5 separate regions of the Mus musculus genome follow, and regions 1, 2, 4 and 5 are each linked to region 3. The links are chromatin contacts, called in public HiChIP or PLAC-seq maps. All regions are on one chromosome and are shown on one strand. Each heading gives the region's core, a stretch centred on a gene start, on an enhancer-like site or on the middle of the called end of the contact. The rest is flanking DNA. Distances are from core to core; before and after follow the strand shown.

The links. HiChIP or PLAC-seq counts read pairs in DNA pulled down with a chosen protein or histone mark.
Region 1: a FOXA1 HiChIP or PLAC-seq map of pancreatic cancer cells shows a contact between it and region 3. The contact joins two enhancer-like sites. A contact is called at or near these places in 20 of 39 promoter capture datasets (the 3T3-L1 cell line, the C10 cell line, the HPC-7 cell line and 13 more), 3 of 484 Hi-C or Micro-C datasets (the G1E-ER4 cell line, adipose-derived mesenchymal stem cells and embryonic fibroblasts), 2 of 115 datasets of contacts at active chromatin or transcription factors (SST interneurons and pancreatic cancer cells) and 2 of 9 other capture datasets (liver and pancreatic islet).
Region 2: a FOXA1 HiChIP or PLAC-seq map of pancreatic cancer cells shows a contact between it and region 3. The contact joins two enhancer-like sites. A contact is called at or near these places in 1 of 39 promoter capture datasets (stem cell-derived epiblast-like cells), 1 of 115 datasets of contacts at active chromatin or transcription factors (pancreatic cancer cells) and 1 of 9 other capture datasets (adipose tissue).
Region 4: a contact with region 3 is called in a FOXA1 HiChIP or PLAC-seq map of pancreatic cancer cells. The contact joins two enhancer-like sites. A contact is called at or near these places in 11 of 39 promoter capture datasets (the 3T3-L1 cell line, the HPC-7 cell line, cranial neural crest and 7 more), 3 of 484 Hi-C or Micro-C datasets (cerebellum and cortical neurons), 11 of 115 datasets of contacts at active chromatin or transcription factors (T-cell acute lymphoblastic leukemia, cardiomyocytes, embryonic forebrain and 8 more) and 5 of 9 other capture datasets (adipose tissue, embryonic stem cells, liver and 2 more).
Region 5: a FOXA1 HiChIP or PLAC-seq map of pancreatic cancer cells shows a contact between it and region 3. The contact joins two enhancer-like sites. A contact is called at or near these places in 1 of 39 promoter capture datasets (pre-B cells), 1 of 115 datasets of contacts at active chromatin or transcription factors (pancreatic cancer cells) and 1 of 9 other capture datasets (liver).

Annotation. Positions count from the first base shown.
Region 1 is chr8:122,905,263-122,909,311 of GRCm38.p6, reverse strand. It overlaps Ankrd11 (ankyrin repeat domain 11), which reads left to right. Exons shown (of 13, transcript NM_001081379.2): 4 at 506-644. Gm39273 (a long non-coding RNA gene) reads right to left here. Exons shown (of 4, transcript XR_003947488.1): 2 at 3,350-4,049; 3 at 1-3,231. Among named protein-coding and RNA genes, the nearest start is that of Gm39272, 27 kb to the left of the region's middle. Within about 2 kb of position 2,766, at least 211 of the 459 cell types and tissues checked have an H3K27ac peak or open chromatin away from gene starts, as enhancers often do. A contact at or near this core is called in pancreatic cancer cells and pancreatic islet, where this site is marked.
Region 2 is chr8:122,368,155-122,372,534 of GRCm38.p6, reverse strand. No RefSeq gene overlaps it. Among named protein-coding and RNA genes, the nearest start is that of Zc3h18, 6.3 kb to the left of the region's middle. Within about 2 kb of position 2,739, at least 41 of the 459 cell types and tissues checked have an H3K27ac peak or open chromatin away from gene starts, as enhancers often do. A contact at or near this core is called in pancreatic cancer cells, where this site is marked.
Region 3 is chr8:122,633,602-122,638,178 of GRCm38.p6, reverse strand. Cbfa2t3 (CBFA2/RUNX1 translocation partner 3) reads left to right here. Exons shown (of 12, transcript NM_001109873.1): 7 at 1-185; 8 at 2,340-2,425; 9 at 3,032-3,230; 10 at 3,751-3,819. Among named protein-coding and RNA genes, the nearest start is that of Pabpn1l, 13 kb to the right of the region's middle. Within about 2 kb of position 2,193, at least 64 of the 459 cell types and tissues checked have an H3K27ac peak or open chromatin away from gene starts, as enhancers often do. A contact at or near this core is called in pancreatic cancer cells and pancreatic islet, where this site is marked.
Region 4 is chr8:123,048,980-123,053,228 of GRCm38.p6, reverse strand. No RefSeq gene overlaps it. Among named protein-coding and RNA genes, the nearest start is that of 2810013P06Rik, 8.5 kb to the right of the region's middle. Within about 2 kb of position 1,633, at least 36 of the 459 cell types and tissues checked have an H3K27ac peak or open chromatin away from gene starts, as enhancers often do. A contact at or near this core is called in pancreatic cancer cells, where this site is marked.
Region 5 is chr8:122,292,442-122,296,722 of GRCm38.p6, reverse strand. The region is part of intron 1 of Zfpm1 (zinc finger protein, multitype 1); the gene reads right to left. Among named protein-coding and RNA genes, the nearest start is that of Gm39269, 9.4 kb to the right of the region's middle. RefSeq lists enhancers at 1-95, 117-472. Within about 2 kb of position 2,247, at least 143 of the 459 cell types and tissues checked have an H3K27ac peak or open chromatin away from gene starts, as enhancers often do. A contact at or near this core is called in pancreatic cancer cells, where this site is marked.

The sequences.
Region 1 (4,049 bases), core at 1,517-4,016, 270 kb before region 3:
CTACAGACATGCCACCTCACCATATCTCAGGCCTCGGATGGAATAGAATGCACAGGCAGCGGGGCTATCTATCACCAGGAGCAGCCAGTGGGCCCATGTTCTGAATCAGAACAAAGCTGCAACTTTCCCAGTCTTGGTGGGCAGGGGGGTTGTGGTTGTTCGGGGCCTTAACCCTTGGACAGTATGATTTGCACCTTTAACTCTGCCAGCACTCTATGCGAGTTATGTTGTGGAGTTTGATTCTGACTTGTAGGGAGAGTTCAGTGCTCCTCATCAACAGTGCCGTCCTCGTGGTGGGAGGCTAAGGCAGAGAGCAACCCTAGCTAAAGGAGGAGCAGTCACAGTCAAGCCTTTTAGTCCTAGAAGCATATATGTCCTAGAACAGGAGGGGCTGTTGATCGCCCCAGTAAAATGTTTGCTTTCTTTGGCACATGAAGCCAAAGTCGTGACTTGAGGATTTAACCCGGAAACAATAACTGAAAGCATTGCTCTCTCTCTCTTGTAGGATAAAGATAAAGTTTCTCTAACCAAGACTCCCAAGCTGGACCGCAGTGATGGCGGGAAGGAGGTGAGAGAACGAGCCACCAAGCGGAAGCTGCCCTTCACCGTGGGGGCCAATGGAGAGCAGAAGGACTCGGACACAGGTACCAGACTGGGTTTAACACTGTATCCCTGGAGGAGTCTTGCCATAGCTATTGCACCAGTCTGTACAGTGCAGCCCAGAGTAATAACAGTAAGGGCAAGAGACAGCAGGCCTCTAGGTGATGGCTCCCCACAGCTCCCAAGGCACATGGATTTGTGGCAGAACCCAGGGAGAACCTGAAATCGAGGCAGCTGGTGTAGTCTTCCTAAGAATGGATAGGTCTAAGAATGCAGAACAGGAGCATATACGGGTTGGGGTTAGCACCTTTCATTGTGTACGTTCCCAGTCGGATTCTGTCTTGCTCAAGGAGAACCCTGGGGTCTGCTACTGGCTTGCATATCCTTCTGAATTTGATGATGCAGGCAGGACTCCACTCTACTGGTCTTTTCTCCTCCCCCCTTTTTTAAGGCCTCTGGGGCAGTAGAACACAAATGGCAGAGGAAGCCTGGGGTGAAGCATTGGGTTTCATGTCTGTCATCTCCTAGCACTGAGGACGTTGAGATGAGGCTGCTGATGTCTCGGGGTGGGAGGTTTATAAAGGCTTGCATGGATGTCGCACCCTCTGTCACAGATACTTGTAAGGAAAAGCAGAAGTATGTGGGTACTTATGGTAGACATGTGGATAGCAGGCTTCCCTACACCTCTGTTCTGCCGTAGTGCTGGAGTGGAGGGATGACAGCCCCGTGAGCTCATCAGGACATAACCAGAAGACCACATCAAACCTGAATGTCTGTGTGTGTCTGTGCGCGCGCGTGTGTTTTAACATTGTTTGTAGGGATTCATAAGGCAAGTGGCGGTCCTTGCATTGCTCAGGAGAGTGCTCTGACTCCTGTTGTGGTTGTGGAGGGAAGTCTGTCCATCTGTGGAGGCCTCTGTGAGGCTCTGCACCACTGCACTCTAGATTGTCCTTCAGCCTTCGCTGTTGGTGTGCTGTCAAACTGTTCATGTTCACACCTGACCTGAGGCAGGCACAGGCTCAGCTTTGGCAGGTAGCGTTTTCAGGAAGACTGAACTGTAGACCTAGCTAGAGATGGGTGACTGGCCAGCGCTGTGTCTACTGTCCTATCCGTGGCTGACTTCTTTATAACGTTTGTGAGTCGGGTCTCGCAGCTCCAGTGAAGACTGGATCCACTCCTTTCCTACTCCTTCCTTCGTTGGAAATGGAACCCGAAGCCTATGTGCAAACTCGCTACTGTTGGTGTTGTTTAAGACGTCCAGCCTTAGGCATCTCTATACTTGGAGATGGGGTTTGTCAGTTTTCTCAGGCTGGTTTCCACCTCTGGATCCTTTTGCATTCATCTCCTAAGTACTGGAAGTATTGGTTTGTCTTCATCCATTGGGTTCTGCGCGCGCTCGCGCACACACAAACACACACACACTTTATAATCTTTCTCTTCTATACATTGGTGAGCTGGATGCCTCAGGAAGTACTGGGTATTATTCTCCTACCCAGAGATGCAGTGCTGGCTTACAAACGGGGTATGATGGAGTGGATGGCATCTTGTCTGCAGGGGCTTCTGCAGTGGCACCCACCACCTCATTCAGGATGGAGAATACTCAGAATGGGTGCGCAAAGAATTGTGGGATTGATATTTTCCCCCTGTGTAATAAAGAGGTTTATTTTGGCTCAGAGTTCTGGAAGCTGGAAAAGTGCTGATATTTTTAACTCGATGAAATAGTGACCAAGATAGGATCTCTCTGGTCATCTTGATAGGGTTGTCAGACCTCCCTGGAGGTGTGTGACTCAGTCATACTAAGGCACCTCCTAGTTTTGAAAGGTTTTTACAGACAAATGCTTGCAGTGCCCTAGGCCAATAGCTTATCCTTTCCTGACCAGTGTTCCTCCAGCGCCCTCTGCTGATAATGTACAGTTTAGCACTCATCCTTGATGACAAATGCGGTCTACCCCAGTAACACAAGGGGTACCCTCCCACCCTCATTCCAGTCAGGGTTCCTAGTAGCAAATAGTGAGCGTCCTTTACTGTGCCCTCAAGTGGCAAGAAGCTGGCTGGCCTTAAATGACCAAACCGTACAAACTTTTCCTGTTTCCCAGACCCTGCTGCCAATGGCCCAGCCCACTGGAGGTGCGGCTTCCCCAGTGCTTAGTCAGGACTGAGGGCATCCTGCCAAGAACAGTACAGTTTTGTCTGTTGTGAGTCAGCCTGATGAAAAAGCTTGCCCTCCCAAGGCTGTCTATCAGTGTTGTGATGCTTATGCCGCAGCTAGATGCTGTAGGTGTTCAGATAGACCTCAAGATGGAACATGCCTGCGATCATGATGCCCAGGAGCTGTGGACAGGAGCATGTCCTGACCCCCTGTGACACTGGCGAGACTGGGACATAACAGACCTGGTTGTCTGAGCCGGTACCCTCATCTCAGACTGTAAGACCATCTCCACTCCCTCAGGGCCTCTTCCAGACCAGGTCTTTGGTGTTGACCACATACATCACCTGGTGAGGAAAGGCTCTTCCTCCCACTCTCGGTCTGGTCTCTGTAGAGTTCCCGAGGCCTGGTGTGACATCACAACCTTTTGATCCTGGAGCATGGGAAGCAAGTAGATTCTATGACCTGCAGGCCACCTAGGGCTACTTTAAAAAAAAAAAAAAAAAAAAAACCTTCGTTATGGAATTACGTGATTTGCTTAAAATTTGGTCTCTGTTGAAAATTTTTCCACTAATTTAAAAATCTATAAATTACCCTACCTACCTTTCTAGGGCTCACACAGAATCCACCTGCCCCATTGCGTATGAAGTCAAAACTGGCTTCCCAGTACAGTGCTTCCTTGGAAGAAGGGAGAGAATTAACTTTTTCCACCGCTGTGCCTTTGAGCCTCTTTTCGGGTCTGTACAGCGTTCGGTCGACTCATGAGTCTTAGACACCCACTGAAGCGTTCATTCCTCGGGGCTTGATCCCTCAGTTCTTCTGTGGGAGAGGAAAAACTGAGGGATTCTCTTGCCATTGGCTATATGGAACTCGGAATGCTTGGTGTAAGAGGCTGTGTGTGTGTACATGTGCACACACGCTAATGAGGCTTTTCTGTCCTCTTGCTCACTAGATGGTGTAACTCTGGGCTGCATATTGGCAGATGCTAGACCATGGCAAGTGAGAAAGCAGAGTGCATCTGTCTGCCAGGTCACTGACTCACAGGCTAGGGCTTGGCAGGGAAAGGGCGTGGCGTGGAGAACCTGCTGATTGCCCTAATAACCACAGTGTGACTGCTTGTGAACAACCAGAGCCAAATAAAATGCTTCATGGACTTGGTGGTTGGTCTGGTATATTTCTCAGCCATTTGCCCTTTCCATTTTTTTCTTCACAGAGAAGACTGTGGACTAGCAAAGAAAGTAATTTCAGTTTCAAATTGTGTATTTTCCATAATTCAGAGGCAGATGGTCTGGTGGGCAAACCA
Region 2 (4,380 bases), core at 1,490-3,989, 270 kb after region 3:
TATAGTCCTGCATGGAGGGAAGTCAGGGCTGAAACACACTGGGAGGAATGCTGGTTATTGGCTGCCTCCTTGCAGTCTTGAAGACTACCTCTGCTCAGGGGTGGCACCGGCCACATTGATATGAGCCCTGCCATCCAAGTCATTAATTGAAAACACCACATGGCCTTGTCTACAGACAAGCCAGTGGAGGCATTTTCTCAGTTGAAGTTTGTAGTGACAATTGTGGAATTTTGTTTTCTTTTAAAAAAAAAAATACAGAAGGGCTGGTGAGATGGCTCAGCGGGTAAGAGCACTGACTGCTCTTCCGAAGTTCTGAGTTCAAATCCCAGCAACCACATGGTGGCTCACAACCATCTGTAGTAAGATATGATGCCCTCTTCTGGTGTGTCTAAAGATAGCTACAGTGGACTTACATAAAATAATAAATAAAATATTTAGAAGATACAGAAATATAAGAATAAGTTTCCATTTAATCCCAGGTGTGGGATCTCGGGCTGCTTCAGGCTGTCCACAGCGGCTGCCAAAGATCGGGCTGGTAATCTAGCAGGGGCGTGGCTTTTGCCAGCTGCAGACAGTTTCTGTCGAGGTTTGGTCAGTATGCAAATTCTGTACCTGACAGTCTAGGCCTAGGAGTGACTTGTCAAGGTTACAAGCTTTGGTTGTGCAAACCTTGTTCCTAGACTTAAAATTATTGGTTACATAAAATAGGCTACGACCAATTACTGAGGGATTGGAGGTAAGTAGGTTTGGGGTGACCTGGTTGGGGGAGGAGAGGGGGAGAAGGAGGAAGGAGAAAGGGGATGAACCCATGAGCACATGGCCAGGAGAAACAATAAGTATGCGGGGTACACCACTGGGGAGGTGGCCAGATCTGCAGTTAGAAGAGTAGATTAGGGGTCACCCCCCACAAACTGTCAAAGTCAAATAAAAGAACCATAGTCCAAGACTCGTTTATTGGTTAAGCTAGTGGAGGGTGGGCTTAAATTGGTTTTTACTACAAGTTTCTGTGATTGTGTGATGTTTGGAATTCTGGGGACTTTTCAGAGGGTCTATAAATGCTAGGCTTGCTGAGTAGTCACAGCAGAGAAGAAAGAAGAAATTAGATATCCTGACAGCAAAGATCAAACTTGCCCCCAAGGAACTTGTCCTTAATCAACAGGAAGTAATCTAAGGCTAACGACACCCCCCTTCTAACCCTTTCTTCTCTATATAGTGTGAGGGGGTTGGAAGGGTGGGAAAATGGTGGAGAAGGGTGGAAGAAAGAAGAACCCGACAAGTAACAAATGATGAGTTACCGAAGTCCCTCTTCTCAGGTAAGTCAAGCTGGTGTCAAGTTGACAAAAGCAAAACCAACCAACCATGAGTCTGTGTGTGTGTGTGTGTGTGTTGCACGACTTTAATCCCAGCACTCAGGAGGCAGAGGCAGGCAGGTACCTACCTCTCTGTGAGTTCGAGACCAGGTCTAGTCCACAGAGCAAGTAACTGCACAGAGAAACCCTGTCTCAAAAAACAAAACAAACAAACAAAAACCAGAAAACAAAACCAAGAAAGGTGTGGAGCAAGTGAGTCACACAGACTGCCAGCGGGGGTGTGAATGATGTGTAGAGAGGCAAGTGTCTGGGGGCTGTCAGTATGAACTGCAGTGGTGGTGCCCGCCTATAAACCGAGACCTTGGGAGGCAGCAGGAAGATGAGGAGTTCCAGGGCAGACAGGAGGGAAAGGCTTGGAAACAGCATAGGAAAGATATCATCAGGATAAATGCTAGGGAAATGCCTGCAAAGACGAAAGAATGGAAAATAGCTGCCTCTTGAGAGCACGAAGGAGGGAGATTGGGGGTGGGGGGTACGCAGAGGGAGAGGTGCGGGGGAGGGGCTGGCTTTCTAAACTGGGGACTATAATGAGACAACGTACAAGCAATAAAAAGTCATATAAAGCATACAACTTTTTAAAGCTTTATTTATTGTTATGTGTATTATATGTAGCTGTCTTCAGACACACCAGAAGAGGGCACCCGATCTCATTATAGATGGTTGTGAGCTACCATGTGGTTGCTGGGATTTGAACTCTTTGAACTCGGAACCTGCGAAAGAACAGTCAGTGCTCTTACCCACTGAGCCATCTCTCCAGTCCCTAAAATGTACAATTTGACTTTTACAAAGTGTACACCAAACAGTTCCACCTGGCTGAAACTGCCCAACCTGTTGCCGTGTGTGTGTGTGTGTGTGTGTGTGTGTGTGTGTGTGTGTGTCGCTCCTCTTGGGACATGCGGCACAGAGTCAGAAGCCGGAGCCTTGTAGCCCTAACGACCAAGGCTCAGTCACCCAGATTCAGCATGCCAGTTCATCAGACAAGTGGTAGTGAAGTGCAGAGAAAGGTTTATTTAATGTGGCTGCAAGGCCCAGGCTCTGACCCGAACACCTCTAGAAGCCCTGGGTTTCGAGGTCTGCCTGTTGTCCACCTGAATACCCCAGCGGAGGAAACAGGAAACGTTGGGAAGTGCAGGTCTCATTTTCCACTGCCCTCCCTGCAAGGCTCCCAGGCCTACAGTCTCTACATTCTCAAGGCATGCGTGGACATAGCCATACATGTTTGCTCAGCCTTCACTCTCCGTAATGTCAAGAGTAGCTGACAAATGATTTTGTCTGAATTTTAGAATGGACCGCCTTACTGATTCTTCATGTGGTCACCAGAGGGCGTGCCAGAGTAGAGCTCTGCTTTGCAACTGACCCTGTTCTGGCTGGCCAGCTGTGAACTCAGCTTAAAGCAGACTCACTCTGAATGCGAGGGACCTCTACTTCTGAGGCAAGGAGAAAGAGTCCGGCTGGATCAGCAGGGGGCCCACTCTCTGGCGTGGAGGGTTTTACCAGTCCTGTCAACTTTAGGCTGTCCTCTGCCCAGCTGGGATCCCATCTACCTTATTCAACATCTCTCAGCCAAGGTTCTTAACCCAGGGAGGCTGGATAGAGGATCCCGAGACCCCTGGCTTCTGCTGGCTTTTTTTTCTTTTCCTCTTCCTTCTGCATCGAAGAGCCTCAGCTCCTGGTTTGGGTGAGCCAGTGACTGTGGCAAAGGGCCTACGTGGGGTCAGCTCCTTCCTCTATTCAGAAGTGTATGTATGCAGGGTTACATGTAACACAACACAGGCTGCCCTTGAACTTGCCGTGTCGCCACAGATGACCTTAAACTTCTGATCTTCCTGCAGGTATGCGCCACCATGCCTTGAGTGCTGGAGACAGAACTCAAACCCTCAAGTGTGCACTAGGCAAACACTCTGCTAAACTTAGCAACATCGCCTCAGCTCCAAGTAATTTTATAAAAATAAGCTTGAGATTATCAGTACAAGCTTATGTGCATATTTTATATCCTTATGAACCTAGGTCATGTAAAATTCTCTTGGGCTTTCAAAGAGATCATGAGCAGAAAGTTTAAGAAGCCCCACTCTCGACCTCCTCCATGGGCCCAAGACAGAGCTAGTATCTGTCCCACAGCTATGAGCATTATAGCTGGCTATTGTCTGGCTGAGAACTGTGAACACCTTCCCCGTGCGTTTGGGAGTATGCTGTGCTGAACCCTCGTGAGAGGTACGGTCAGCTCCAGGTCAGATGCAGAAGGTGAACTGTGAGGGTGTGCTCACCATAATTGTGAGGGTGACAGCTACATAAGGCAGATGCACACAGGGAAATAAAGTCGGCGTAAAGACGCAAAGCACGTTGGCTTGCTTAGAAATTTATATTTGGGTGGTGATCGTGTTAACAGAGGTAGAGGTGACTCATGGGTAGAGAATCTGTTCAAGACTCTGCAGTCAGCTGCCGGTTTTCTGCTGTGTGTAACCAGGATTCCCAGACCACATCCCTGCCTCTCACTTTACTGTAGGCTGATGGACTCAGCAGGCGGTTCTTCTCCACGTGATAAGGCCAGGACGCGTGAATGCAGCTTAGCCTGACTCCATGGCCTCTGTAGCAGAGTGGCTTGCCAGGCTTTCAGGCACAGTGCCATTTCCTGTGCACTTGGGGTACTCTTATGGAAGGATGTGAACCCCACAGATAGGTTCCCTGCACGTGTATTGTTAAATTTCTTCTCAGATGGAGATGTAAACAGCGCTACAGCCTCCTCCTCGGCTCTCAACAACAAACTGAGTTACGATTACACTGAACTTTATTCTGCAGGACCAGTGGATCTCTTGGGCTTCCGTAGAAAGCACAGGTGACAGGTTATTTGCTGGTGCGTTAGTGCTAGCTCTCTTCAAATGGCCACGCACATCTGGCACAGATGGCGGCTTTCTCGTAGCTGCACAGATGGAACATACTCAATCTTTGTGCTAACATACCCTAGCTCCTCCCTGCATGGAGTGGCTGGTAAGGGGTCCCTGGCCCTGCCACC
Region 3 (4,577 bases), core at 944-3,443:
CCTCAGTAAGCGGTCCTGCACCCTGAGCCCCGCCCAGCGCTGCAGCCCCAGCAATGGGCTGCCCCACCCGACGCCACCCCCACCCCCGCACTATCGCCTGGAGGACATGGCCATGGCCCACCATTTCCGGGACTCCTACCGCCATCCTGATCCCCGAGAGCTACGGGAACGCCACCGGCCCCTGGGTAAGCGGTGTGAGAGGGCCGTCAACCGCTTGAGGTCTGAACACATAGTCTGGAACCTGTGTGTCTGTGAGTTTGTGCCCATGTTTACGCCTGCGTGTGCTGGTGTCGGAAAGAGTCCGCATGCATTTATTTAGGGGTTCAGTCAGCACCTGCTTGTACCTATGCTCTAGTGGAGGACACTGAAGCTGCCAGCAGCACCTCAGCTGTCCAGTAAGGAAATGGGTATAAGGAGCCAGCAGCCACCCCAGCGCCCATGTAGCCTGACTTGCCCCTCCAGAGACAAGTCGCCACTCCTCACACACTGAATAACACCACAGTAGAGGACCCTAATCCTTGGGATACACTCCTGCCCTGGGCAGCATGAGGCCACGGTAGCTGAGGGTAAGATTACCAGCAGGGCTGCCTTTTTTCCTCGAATTCAGAAGTGACCCTCAAGTGGGCCATGTGACCTCCCTGTGCCTCAGTTTCTTTCTTTGTCAGAACAGAGATTATGTGAGGATAGGTTATTGATAGAGCACCTGACACACACTCTACCCCAAGGCCCAGCCACCGATGACAAGGACAGCAGCTGACACAGAACACATGCCACTCATCTTGCACGCTGTCATTTCCCAGTCTGTACCCACACCTCAAAGGAAACCGAAGTCCAAGGAGTATGAGTGGGGCAGCCATGGGTGGGCACAGCGACACTCTGCGGAAACCCAGAGATGGCCGTCCCTGCCACACCCTGGTGTGTTGGAACGTAATGTTAGAAATGACCATCCAGGGTCACTCAGAATGCCAATAGGGTCCCAGAGCAGGGTCAACAGAGGCCTTTCCCTGCCCCCACACCATGGAAGCTTCCAGGGCTTGGTCCTAGGCAGCAGGTGACAGTGTCTGGCTCACCACAGCCGGGTCAGGCAGGTGCTAATTCCCACCCGCTTCTGCTAATGCAAAAATAAACGCCAGCTGTCGCACAGATCTCAGCCTCTATTTTAGTTTGGGCGTTGGCACAGGCCCCTCGTGGGCAGCCAGAGAGGGTGCTGGATGACGGCTGTGGCCACTCCCCGCCCTTCTGCAACTCAGGGAGGCATTTCAGGTTAGGGTAGCAGGAGGTCCTAAGGCGCTGATGGCTGCTTAAAAGAGAGGTTTTGCCTCCCCCCACCCCCCAGGAAGTCTGGATTGCTGCCAGGTCACCTGCACAGCCTCAGTTAGGACACTGGGAGCATTTGACATTGCAGGGAAACCAAGACAGGGCCATCATGTTCCTCACGCCCCAGCCAGTGGCACCCCACACCCCGCCACACCCCATTTGGTCATTCCCGATCCAGATTCAGACTCCTTACACCCAACACCGCCTCTCCACTTTCTGCCTGGTAACTGTGGGCACACCCCTCAAGTTTATCAGGTCAGCTTGGGGCTTTTCTTTCTAACTACTTATGATGCAAGAACTAGGCAGGGTTGGGAAACTGAGGCAGGGAGTGGCAACATAAGGGCCCCAGGATCCCACGGAGAATGAACCATCCTGGATTACTGCTTTGATCCTGCTGCAGGTAGATCTGATCCCAAGATTGAACTGGGGGGGGGGGGTAAACACCCAGGTCAGAGTTCAGCCTGGGACACAGAGGTAAACACAACACGCCATTTTTCTTCATGGAGCTGACAGTCTGGGAGCAGGGATAGTAGAGTAAACAGGGAGATCTTGTACCTAGAGACCAGACACACACACACACACACACACACACACACACACACACACACACACACACACACACACGGCCTGAGGAATTCCAAAGACTACAGCTGTGGAGGGGCCCCTCGGGCCTGGACTTTGAGGAATGCATAGGAGTGCAGTTATCTGAAAGGAAGTCATAAACACACCTAAGTTAAGCAGCTGCCCAGAGGCCTGGAGGTTTCTGGACCGTGATAAGAGAAACCTTTAAAGTGAGTTCATCTAGAGCTGCCTATCAGAAATGGGCGAAGCGAGAAGAGCTGGGTTAGCAGGTTACCGGGAGGCAGTGAGTCATGAGGCACAACAGAGGTGGCCTGGTTTAGATTCCCGACGCCCCTGGTGTAGGAAGTAGGAGGCACCTGGGAGTAGGGGCAGGGCCTGAGATCCAAGTCAGGGCTTAGTCATCCGCATGGGGGCCTAACTGTGTGTGGCCTTTTCTACAGCCATACCTGGGTCTCGACAAGAAGAAGTGATTGATCACAGGCTCACAGAACGCGAGTGGGCAGAAGAATGGAAGCACCTCAACAGTGTGAGTGCCCAGGTGGGGCTGCCACGCCCGTGTGACTCCCTGAACATCTGCACAAGGCTGGGGTGGGGAGATCCACGCTGAGATTGCGCTCCTCTGGGTTGGTTCAGCATCTCCTGGTAGGACCCACCGGCATGCCCACTGGCTGCCCGCCCTTTTATGTGAGGGTCATTATCCACTGTTGGCCTGTCAGGATGCTGCCAAAGAGCCATGCACACTGGCTCTTCCTCCTCTACCATCTCCTGCTCAGACACTTGCAGAGTCAAGCCCCAGTGATGTAGGACATCTTTGTGCCTGAGCCCCTGGTCAGGCCAGGTGGACCTCCACTCCCCTGGCCCTCATGCACCTTTCTTGGCAATGAGAGTTTTGAAGGAAACAGCCCAAGCCCCTTCCACCCCTACCATGCATCCAAAGAAGATTCCATTCAAGTTGGGTGCCCACAGGCACTGGGAGTCATTTCACTGTTTGTGGGGAGCCAAGGTATAGATTTCTGTGCCCCGCCTTCAGGGACGTTGAGCTGGCTCCCTGACCACCCCCTCCATATTGGATGGCCACATCTGGCCACAGCCCCGGTTCCAACGTCCTGAAGGCCCTGCCACCCGCCCGCAGCTTCTGAACTGCATCATGGACATGGTGGAGAAGACCCGGCGATCCCTCACCGTCCTGCGCCGGTGTCAGGAGGCCGACCGTGAGGAACTCAACCACTGGATCCGGTGCTACAGTGACTCTGAGGAGGGGAAGAAGGGCCCTACCCCCATCTCTGCCCGGTCCCTCAACAGCTGCAGTGGCCCTGAGGGGTCTCAGCTAGGTGTGTACCAAGCAAGAACATGGAGGACCTGTAGCGAGAGGTTGCTAGCCCTATACAGTCTCTGTAGGATGCCACTAATTCTCCAGAAAGCTAGCCAACACTCGGTCCTTACTTAAACAGGAAGCCTCACTTGGAAAGGGGGGCCTTTCCCATGGCATAAAGATGTGCCTGGCCTGCTAGGGAGCCTGGACCTTCCAGATTCTGGTAGGTACAGGCCAGGCTTAGGAGGAGGCACCCGAGGGCTTCTATTTACCCATCCACCACAGCGGTGCCTACGGAGATGGGGGTGAGGTGGTCCGGGACATGCCCAGATCCCAGCGTGAATCCATGTTCACTGTCTATAAGAGTATGCCACTCAAATCCCTCCATTCTCCTGGTAGCATGTGAAGCCCTCTTTCCCAAGAGGAAAGATACTTCTTGCCTTCAAACCCTGGCCAGAGAGGAAGGGAATCCAGTGTGGAGGAAGGCAACTGATGACCCCACCTTGTGTGTGACACTGTACCCTGCCCCCTTATTCCAGATGTTCACCGGGACTTCACGCCCAGGACCCTGTCTGGCTACATGCCTGAAGAGATCTGGAGGAAGGCTGGTGAGTAAAGACAGACCCTGGAAACAACCGCTAAAAAGTGTCCGTGTCTGCCGGGCATGGTGGCACACGCCTTTAATCCCAGCACTCGGGAGGCAGAGGCAGGCAGATTTCTGAGTTCAAGGCCAGCCTGGTCTACAAAGTGAGTTCCAGGACAGCCAGGGCTACACAGAGAAACCCTGTCTTGAAAAACAAACAAACAAAAAGAAGTGTCTGTGTCTCCACAGATGGTCTCCACACGAGGCAAGTTTGGGATTTACACATTGGGTCACACATAGGGGTATATACAAAATGCATGTGTGTGCACACATGCACACACACAGACACACACAGAAAGAGAGAGAGAGAGAGAATATGAATCAGGTATTTACAGCCAGGGTTCACATAGTGTACCTCTGTTTCCCTATGGATAGGTCTAAGCCGACCTGTTGTTTTCAAAGCAGGTCCCTCACAGCATTGACTTGCCTGAAGCCTGTTAGAACAGAATCCTGGACACTACCAGAACCTGCTAGACCATACTGTGGGTAGGACCTGGCCCTCACTCACTGAAGATGTACACCAGAGTAAGAACCATGACGCTGGCAGGTAGAGCTTTGGAAGTTTACCCATGGCTCTGTTCCTTGTGACCAGGGTTGCACACATGTGCCCAGGACTCACACATTCACCCACATACATACCTTTCAGCTAACGAGTGGAGTCATTGACTTGTGCCTTTGTGTGCACACACGCAATGTATGGTCGGCATGTGTGCACACAACTGC
Region 4 (4,249 bases), core at 384-2,883, 420 kb before region 3:
GACTGAACCTGTCTCTCCCTCCCTTCTTCTCTCTCTTTCAGTAGCCCTGGCTCTCCTAGAACTCCCTGCCTCTGCCTCCTGAGTGCTATGATCAAAGGTGTGCGCCACCACACCTGACTCTGGCCTTTTTTATTTTTTTTAAGATTTATTTATTTATTGTAATTACACTGTAGCTGTCTTCAGAAGAGGGAGTCAGATCACGTTACGGATGGTTGTGAACCACCATGTGGTTGCTGGGATTTGAACTCCGGACCTTTGGTAGAGCAGTCGTCGGGTGCTCTTACTCACTGAGCCATCTCACCAGCCCTGGCCTTTTCTTTTCTTTAAACATAGTTGCCTTCTCATTCACCCTCCACCCTGAAGCCCTTGGATGACAGCATAGCACGACCATTGCGTCCACAGCCATCTACTTGCACAGTCTACCTACTGAAGCAAAGCCAGACAGATTGAAGCCGCATACTTCCTTAATATTAGTCTATCACCTGAGCTTTGCAGATTGTTTGAATACACAGATTCATATCTGTGGTTTTGGAGAGACTTTTGTTTTTTCACTAAAGATTGTCTTACAAATTAATCTCCCTGGGGGGTGGGGTGGGGTGGGGTGGGGAGGGGATGGAAACTGCAGGCAGGAAGCAATATATGAGAGAATAAAAAATGTACACACACAAAGGTAAATGTGTGCTATAAATGTCAGACATTGATCTTTGGAATGCTATGCAGTTAAGATGCAGATATTAATCCCAGCCAGGGCTATACAGAGAGACCCTGTCTTGAAAAACCAAAAAAAAAAAAAAAAAAGCATATATTTAAAAAAATCTCTGTGTCCACTCCTTTTCTCTGAGGAGACAGGATTTCCTATACAGTTGAAGCAATGCTAAATGCTAGGATTGCAGGCAGGCACCAAGCCTGATCCTTTACTGTTTTGTTTTGAAACTAGGTCTCACTGTGTAGCCCAGGTCGGTCTCAAACTGATGATCCTCCTGTTTCGGCTTCCAGATTGCTAAGATTACGGGTGTGTACTAGGATCACAGGTGGGTGCTAAGTTCAAGTTTGCTCTCTATCTGCGCTGGAATTTCCTTGTCTGAGCTCACTGTCCATCGAGGGGTCCACATTGGCCATATGTCTGTGTCCTTCCTTCCTCAGTGCTGCTGGAGATGGGCCAGATACCGGCAAAGAAGGGTCAGCTCTGAATGTGCACTGGCAGCCCCTGTGTCTGAGGAACTGGTTGGTATCGCTCTGTCCCAGGAGCATACAGATAGATGGGATGGGGAATAGATACTTGATGCAGGGACGGGCATGCTTGTCAGTGAATGGGCTTTCACGTAGTTTCCAGTGAAGCAGGATACTGTGCCCAATATATAGCCGTCACCATGTATGTCATCACTACATAACCCCTAAACAGTCTCATGTAGAACTGCCATGTGCCTGGGGGACAGCCTCACATTGTCTTCCTGAAGGGTGACAGCCCTGGCTAGGCCGTTGTGACTTGTGATCAGTCATAGCTTGTCACTGGCCAGCTCGTCCTACATGCTCCTTGTTTTGGTCACCTCAGGTTTTCCACAGATCAAGGGCAAACCTGCTGCTGTAGGGTTTCCTATAAGCCACACTTGAACTTTGGATTCACGATTACTGAGTGGTATGCCACACCCTGCCTTTCCTGCCAGGCGGTTTACCTTTGTCCCCTCTGTCTGCTGGGGATTTCCAGAGCTCTGTTTTCAGGAGACCACTGGCTCCTTCTGGTGCTTAGAAACGCAGAACAAAAAGAGACCAGGCCAAAAGCAAGGGCTTAAGATGCGGAGGGACGGGAGACAACCAGAACATCTGGGGCATAAAGTGAGACTCTGTCTTAAAAAAAAAAAAAAATATATATATATATATATATATATATATATATATATATATATTTTTTTTTTTTTTTTTTTTTTTTTTTTTTTTTTTTTTGGTTTTTCAAAACAGGGTTTCTCTGTATATAGCCTTGGCTGTCCTGGAACTCACTCTGTAGACCAGGCTGGTCTCGAACTCAGAAATGCACCTACCTGTGCCTCCCAAGTGCTGGGATTAAAGGCATGTGCCACCATGCCCAGCTCAAAATAATTTTAAAACATTTTGTTGAGGTATCTTCAGCTGGCATGGTGGCACATGTCTTTAATCTCAGCTTTTGGGAGGTAAGAGGCGGGAAGATGAGGTTCTAGGCCAGCCTTAGCTGTGTAAAGAGTTTCAGAAGGCTGGACAGATGGTTTGACAGTTCAAAGGCCTTTTCTGAACAACCAGAAGGACCAGAGTTTGGATGTCAGCACTCAGGTTACAAACACGATGCCCACAGCCCCGACTCAAGGAGAGTGGAGGCAGGATTGCTGGGGCCTCTGCCTTCCAGGCCAGCTGAGAAAGCACAAGTCCCGGGTTCAGGGGAAGTCCCTTCCTCATAGGAACAGCCAACAAACAATACAGGAGAATAGGAGCACGGGGAGACCTGAGGCCCTTTCTGACTTTTATTTATTTATTTTTAATAGACAGGGTTTCTCTGTGTAGCCTTGGCGCTCGTAGCACTAGCTCTGTAGACCATGTTGGCCTCCAACTCCTAGAAATCTACCTGCCTCTCTGCCTCTCTAGTGTGTGTCACTACTGCTTGGCCTTTTTCTGACCTTTCATATCTATAGGAGCAGGGACCAGCACAGATACACACCAGCACATGCAATTTCCCTCTCACACACAAAGAAGTAAGCTGATTTATTTGTTTTTATTTTTATGTGGGTTGGGTGTTTTGCCTGCCTGTGTATATGTCTGTGCACCACAGCGTATACCTGACGCCCACAGAAGCCAGAAGAGGACATCAGATCCCCTGGAACTGGAGTTGCAAATTTTTGGTTGTGCCAATAAATTCTTTATTTTAAAGAAGCTTTCCAGGGGTTGGCAAAGAGGTTCAGCAGGTAAGGCACTCACTGCATTGCTGCCTAAGCCACGTGACCTGATCCCTGCAACCTGTGCAATGGCAGAGGGAGACCAGAACACGTGTTCCAAGGCAGTGTTTGGCTTTGTGGTCCTGGGGATGAACCCGGGGCTTGCAGGTGTCAGGCACGAAGTTATTCTTCTAACTGCCATCCTGTCTTATATTCCATTTAACTTGTTTAATATTTGGGTTCCAAGGCAATCCCAGATGATGAAACTATCTACTTATAACTAGAACAGACAAGTTGTATCAAGTCCCATACATAATGTTTACAGTGTATCTATACTGGGGTTGGGGGTGGGGGGACTAAGGTATGTATCTAGGCAGAGGTCACATTATTTTCCCGAAGCAGGTACCTATCTCATCAAAAGATGATTTAGTCAGTCAAAACTTAAACCTTCGAGGCCCATGCCTTTAATCCTAGCACTCAGCAGGCAGATCTCTGAGTTCTGGTCTACCAGAGTGAGTTCCAGGACAGCCAGAGCCACACATAGAAACCCTGTCTCTAAAACCAAGACAAAAGCACAACAAAAAAGTTAAAATAGTAAATTTTATTTTACTTTCCCCTCCTACCGATAGCACTGGGTAGGCTAGGTGATCCTCTGTCTCAGCCTCTGAGTAGCTGGGCTATCCCCTGGCTGGCCTGGAGCTATCCATGTAGACTGGGCCTGCCTCACTCAAACTTTTAGAGATCTGTCTGCCTCTGTCTCCTGAGTGTTGGAATTAATGAGTACCCCATTATGCCAGGACAAACCTCAGCCATCATTGTATTTTACCTAAAAATTGGGGAATAAAACTATTACCAAGGTTGGGTGCGTTTACACATGCCTATCAGTCCAGCTACTTGGTGACAGAGGCGGGCTTGCTTGAGCCTGGAAACTCAAGTATAGCCTGCACATGCATGAGGGTGTTTTGCCTGCATGTCTGTCTGTGCACCATGTGTGTACCTGATGCCCTCCAAGCCAGAAGAGGGCTTTAGATGCCCAGGAACTGGGGTTCCAGACAGTTATAAGCCACAGTGTTAATGCTGGGAGCCAAGTGAGACCTCAGAAAGAGCAGATAATTCTCTTAAACACTGAGCCATCTCTCCAGGTTCCTGCCCCCCGCCCCAGCTTTGAGTCAGTGTTTGTGTAGTCCCAGCTAACTTGGAAGTCACTATGTAGACCAGGCTAGCCTGGAACTCACAAAGATCTGCCTGCCTCTACCTACCTAGTGGTGAGAGTGGTTGTATAGCACCATGCTGGGCCACCCCATAGTCTGTTTTTGTTTATTTCAGGATGAGGTTTGTCTATATAGCCTTGG
Region 5 (4,281 bases), core at 998-3,497, 340 kb after region 3:
CACTCCCGTCCCTCCCCTCGATGGGCCCGATAGCCACTGATAGATTACACAAGATTGTTTCACTCCGGGAAGCCATGGCCTGCGCTTCTGGGGGAGGGGCCGCATGGGGGAAGGCCCAGGATATCAAGGGGGCTGGTTGTGCTCCCCGGGGATGGCCATGGCCTGGGGGTCCTGCGATAGGATGGGGCCCGGGCCTGCTGAGGCCACAGCTCATCGCCTGGGGCAAAGAGGAGGAAACAAGCCTCGGAGATGGGCGCTGAGGCTGGAGTGATCCCTTCTCCAGATGGGTGATAAGAACTGAGCCATGTGAGCGGGTTTCACTAATGGAGCCGTCGCTGTGTGGCACAGGGCAGAGGCAGATGGCTACTCAGGAGGGGGTGGCTCCTGTGTGACAGACAAGCCCTCCACTCAGCAGGCTGGGCTGTGCCCATCTGGAACAGCACAGTGCTCTGAGCACTTCCCAAACCCACTGCGGGTGCCCCATCCTCTCACACTGTGGGTGCCCCACCCTCTAACACACTGTGGGTACACAATCCTCTAACACATTGTGGGTGCCCCATCCTCTAACACACTGTGGGTACACTATCCTCTAACACACTGTGGGTAACCCATCCTCTAACACATTGTGGGTACACTATCCTCTAACACACTGTGGGTACCCCATCCTCTAACACACTGCGGGTACCCCATCCTCTAGCACACTGTGGGTACCCCATCCTCTAACACACTGTGGGTACCCCATCCTCTAACACACTGTGGGTACACTATCCTCTAACACACTGTGGGTGCACTATCCTTTAACACACTGTGGGTGCCCCATCCTCTAACACACTGTGGGTGCACTATCCTCTAACACACTGTAGGTACACTATCCTCTAACACACTGTGGGTGCACTATCCTCTAACACACTGTGGGTGCCCCATCCTCTAACACACTGTGGGTACCCCATCCTCTAACACACTGTGGGTACCCCCTCCTTCCACACTGTGGGTACCCCATCCTCTCCCTGCCCTGCTTACACATGAGGCCCTGTGTTGTGTGTCCTTCACGCTCTCACCAACACCATCAGCATCTTCTCTCCACTCCACCTCCACCCCGCTCAGCTTCTGCCCCTCGGCTCTGATTCAAGAATGCTTTCTCAACGCTGTGGGGCTTCCGAGTCATCTGTGTCCCAGCCACGGTCCCTTCCCTGTCTCCGTATCACAGCACTTGGTCCGTCCCTCAGGACTCCTCAGGCTTCCCTGTCTGTGGTAATGCCAGCTTCTCAGACTGACTTGACCCTGTTCCTTTCCTCCATCCTCTTCCTCCCGAGACAGCAAGGCTGATCTAGAAACAAGCAGGTAGCTTTTATCCAGCTCTGTGCTCTGGGGGGAGGCGGGAGCTGCCCAAATGAGATGGATGCCCTCTGGCAGGGTCTGAGAGGCCCCCTGGAAGGCCTCACGATGGGATAGTGTACCCTCACACACAGTTAATAAAAACAGGTGACAGAGACCCTTAGTGTGGGGGCCAGGACTGAGGGAGGCCATGAGGTCACTCCTGACTCTTCCTCCCTTAGGTCTCAGCCTAAGCTCTCCAGGGGACCTTGTTTCCCCACTATTTTGCAATTACACATTAAAACAACAACAACAACAACAAACCCCTGCTCATACCAGTGGCTGTTAGGTCAGAGGCTTGGGGGTGCGGTGGGAGCCAGTGCCCCCGACTGCTGACTATAGACCCTATTCTGTAATACGGTACGCTGAGGAGCGGAGAGGCTGGGGGCAAGGTCAGGATCCCACCTCCGCAGCTTTGAAAAGAATACGGAATGGGCAGCTCTAGAATGGCCCATGATGTGGTGGGGAAACCGAGGCCTGGGGCAGGGATGGGGTTCAAAACCCTCCTGGCAGCTGAGGGACTAGATTCCTTTCCATTTTACAGATTGGGAAACTGAGGTGTGACAAAGACAAACGGAGATCCCTGTTCTTGCCAGAGCCTCAGGCCACAGAGACTTGGTCAGCAACATTCCTAGTGAGTCACCAGGCTCAGGAGGGGATGGGGACAATAACTCGAGTAGGGTCTGGAGGGAGGGAGGGAGCTGCCAGCCTTTGCTGCCTGTCCCGGCTCCACTTCTCACCTCCCCACTCTCATTTGGCACAGGAGCTGACTGTAGTGTTTGTGGAATGCCCAGGTCCTAGTGCCGGAGGGTGTGGCTTAGGCTGAGGTCAGCAGAGCTTACTTAAAGGCCCGCCTGTTCAAGGCAAACACAAGGCTCAGTAAGAAGGCACAGAAGCCCGGGAGGACTTCCACCCAGTGGGTCTGGGCTGGACAGGTACAAGCTCTCGTTTGAGATAAGGCCCCACCCCCTCCATGGAACTGTAGCCAATCTCTGAGCCTCAAGTCTGCTCATTTGCACACACTATTTTCATTGGCTGCTAGTAGGGGCTGGACAGAGGTGGGAGGAATGGACGTTCTGGGGACCAGGGCTCAGTGGTGCTGCTCTTGGGAACCCAGGCCATTTCTAAGACAATCCATAGGACTTAGGAGTTTTCAGGGGAGGCAAAGGTGGGACTGGATCTTGGGGGTGTTCTGGAAAGTGTTAGATTCTGGTGACCCGAGAAAGATTTAGGTAGAAAGGAACTTTATGGGGGAAAACTGGTCCACCCAGGCCCCACTAAACTCATTCTTACCCACCCTGGATGCCTCAGAGGGAAGATGCTGACCCAAGGTCACACAGCCAATGTGCAAGGGGTGCCGTGGAGACCTCCCCCACCCCTAGGCACCACTCCTGGACAATTCCACCCCAGCTGCTAGGTCTCAGAATGGGCCATTTGGGTCTTCCTTTTCCAAAAATGATGAGGCTGAGGGGCCTCGACTTTCTCTTTAGATTTCAGGGCCATCTCTCCTGGCAGCCCTGAGTTGGGCCAGGGGCTTGGCAATGCATGGAAGTCTGCGACGCTTTTGTTCCTGGCATTTGGAGGGGTGAGATAAGGGGGAAGAACCGAGAGTGAGCAGGCAGATAGATGGGCTGATAGCGGCTCCTCCACGCATGGCGCCTATCGCTCTTTTTATCAAGGTTCCCTTTCTTTCTTCTTTTTGTTGGGGGCCTGGGAGGGCGGAACACACCCACCCCATTCCCTCCCACACCCGTGGAGCTGAAGGAGGAGGCCTCTCTCTCAGGCACCAGCCAGGAAGGAAGACAGGCTTGGAGAAGAACCTGGGAGGGTGGGGGTCCCACCTGTCTGCCAGGACTCAGGGTTCCCAAGCTCTGTCTCCTCAGCTCTTCACAAGGACCTGCAAGGACACTCATGGGCTCATCTGCTCTATGAGGTAGCCAGGCCCAGTGAGGTGAAGTGCTTGGCCCAAGGTTACACAGCCAGGTCAGATGGAGCTGGGTCCAGCTGTGCCTCTCTGGCCTGGAGTCTAGCAGTCTGGATTTGGTGGGCAGCGAGGAGGTACAGGACAGATGGGGTGGCCAGAGAATATGGCTAGAGGTTCTGGGGAGCAGGACCAGGGTTGCGGGGCAACCTTTGCATCTCTAGCCCCATCTTACAGATACGGAAACTGAGGCTCAGACCAGGGAGACGCCTAAAGGGTGATGGGTAGGCTGGACCCTAGCCCCCCTCTCATATCCTTGAACTTGATGGTTCAGAGTGTGAATCCCGAGACACCCCAGGTATGAAATCCTGGTGATTAGTCAGGAGAGGGTGGGGACAATAACCCAGGATGACAAAGACAAACTTCTAGAATCATCCAGGTGGGGGTGGTCAGAAATAAGAAGTCCTGCGGGAGCTCTTTGCCCGAGAGGGATGCAGTATTGTCCAGAGGCAGCATGTCCCCGAGTCCTCAGCACTGGGATACAGGCCCGCACTGCCGAGCTCGGCTCTTTATAAGGGGGCTGGAGATCTGAACTCAGGTCCTCACGCTTGCGTGGAGAGCACTTACTGACCAAGCTGCCTCTCCATCCCTTCAAGCCAACATTCTCACCAAAAGAGCCACCTTTGTGTGTGTGTGTGTGTGTGTGGGGGACGGTAAATGAAATTACTACAAGCAATAAACATACCAACTTAACCAGGCATGATGGTGCACGTCTTTAATCTCTGCGCTTGGGAGGCAGAGACAGGAGGGTCTCTGAATTCAAGGCTCTGCAGACTAGACTGCACTGATCCGTGGGTAGGACTGGGAAATCCTGAGCGTTTGCCCACTCTGTGCCCAGGCCTTCACTTTAAAGCGGAGAGACCAGGTCCCTTTATAGAGGTGGGGGGTTATATCTGCAAACACCTCAGAACATCTAGGTAGCTGGA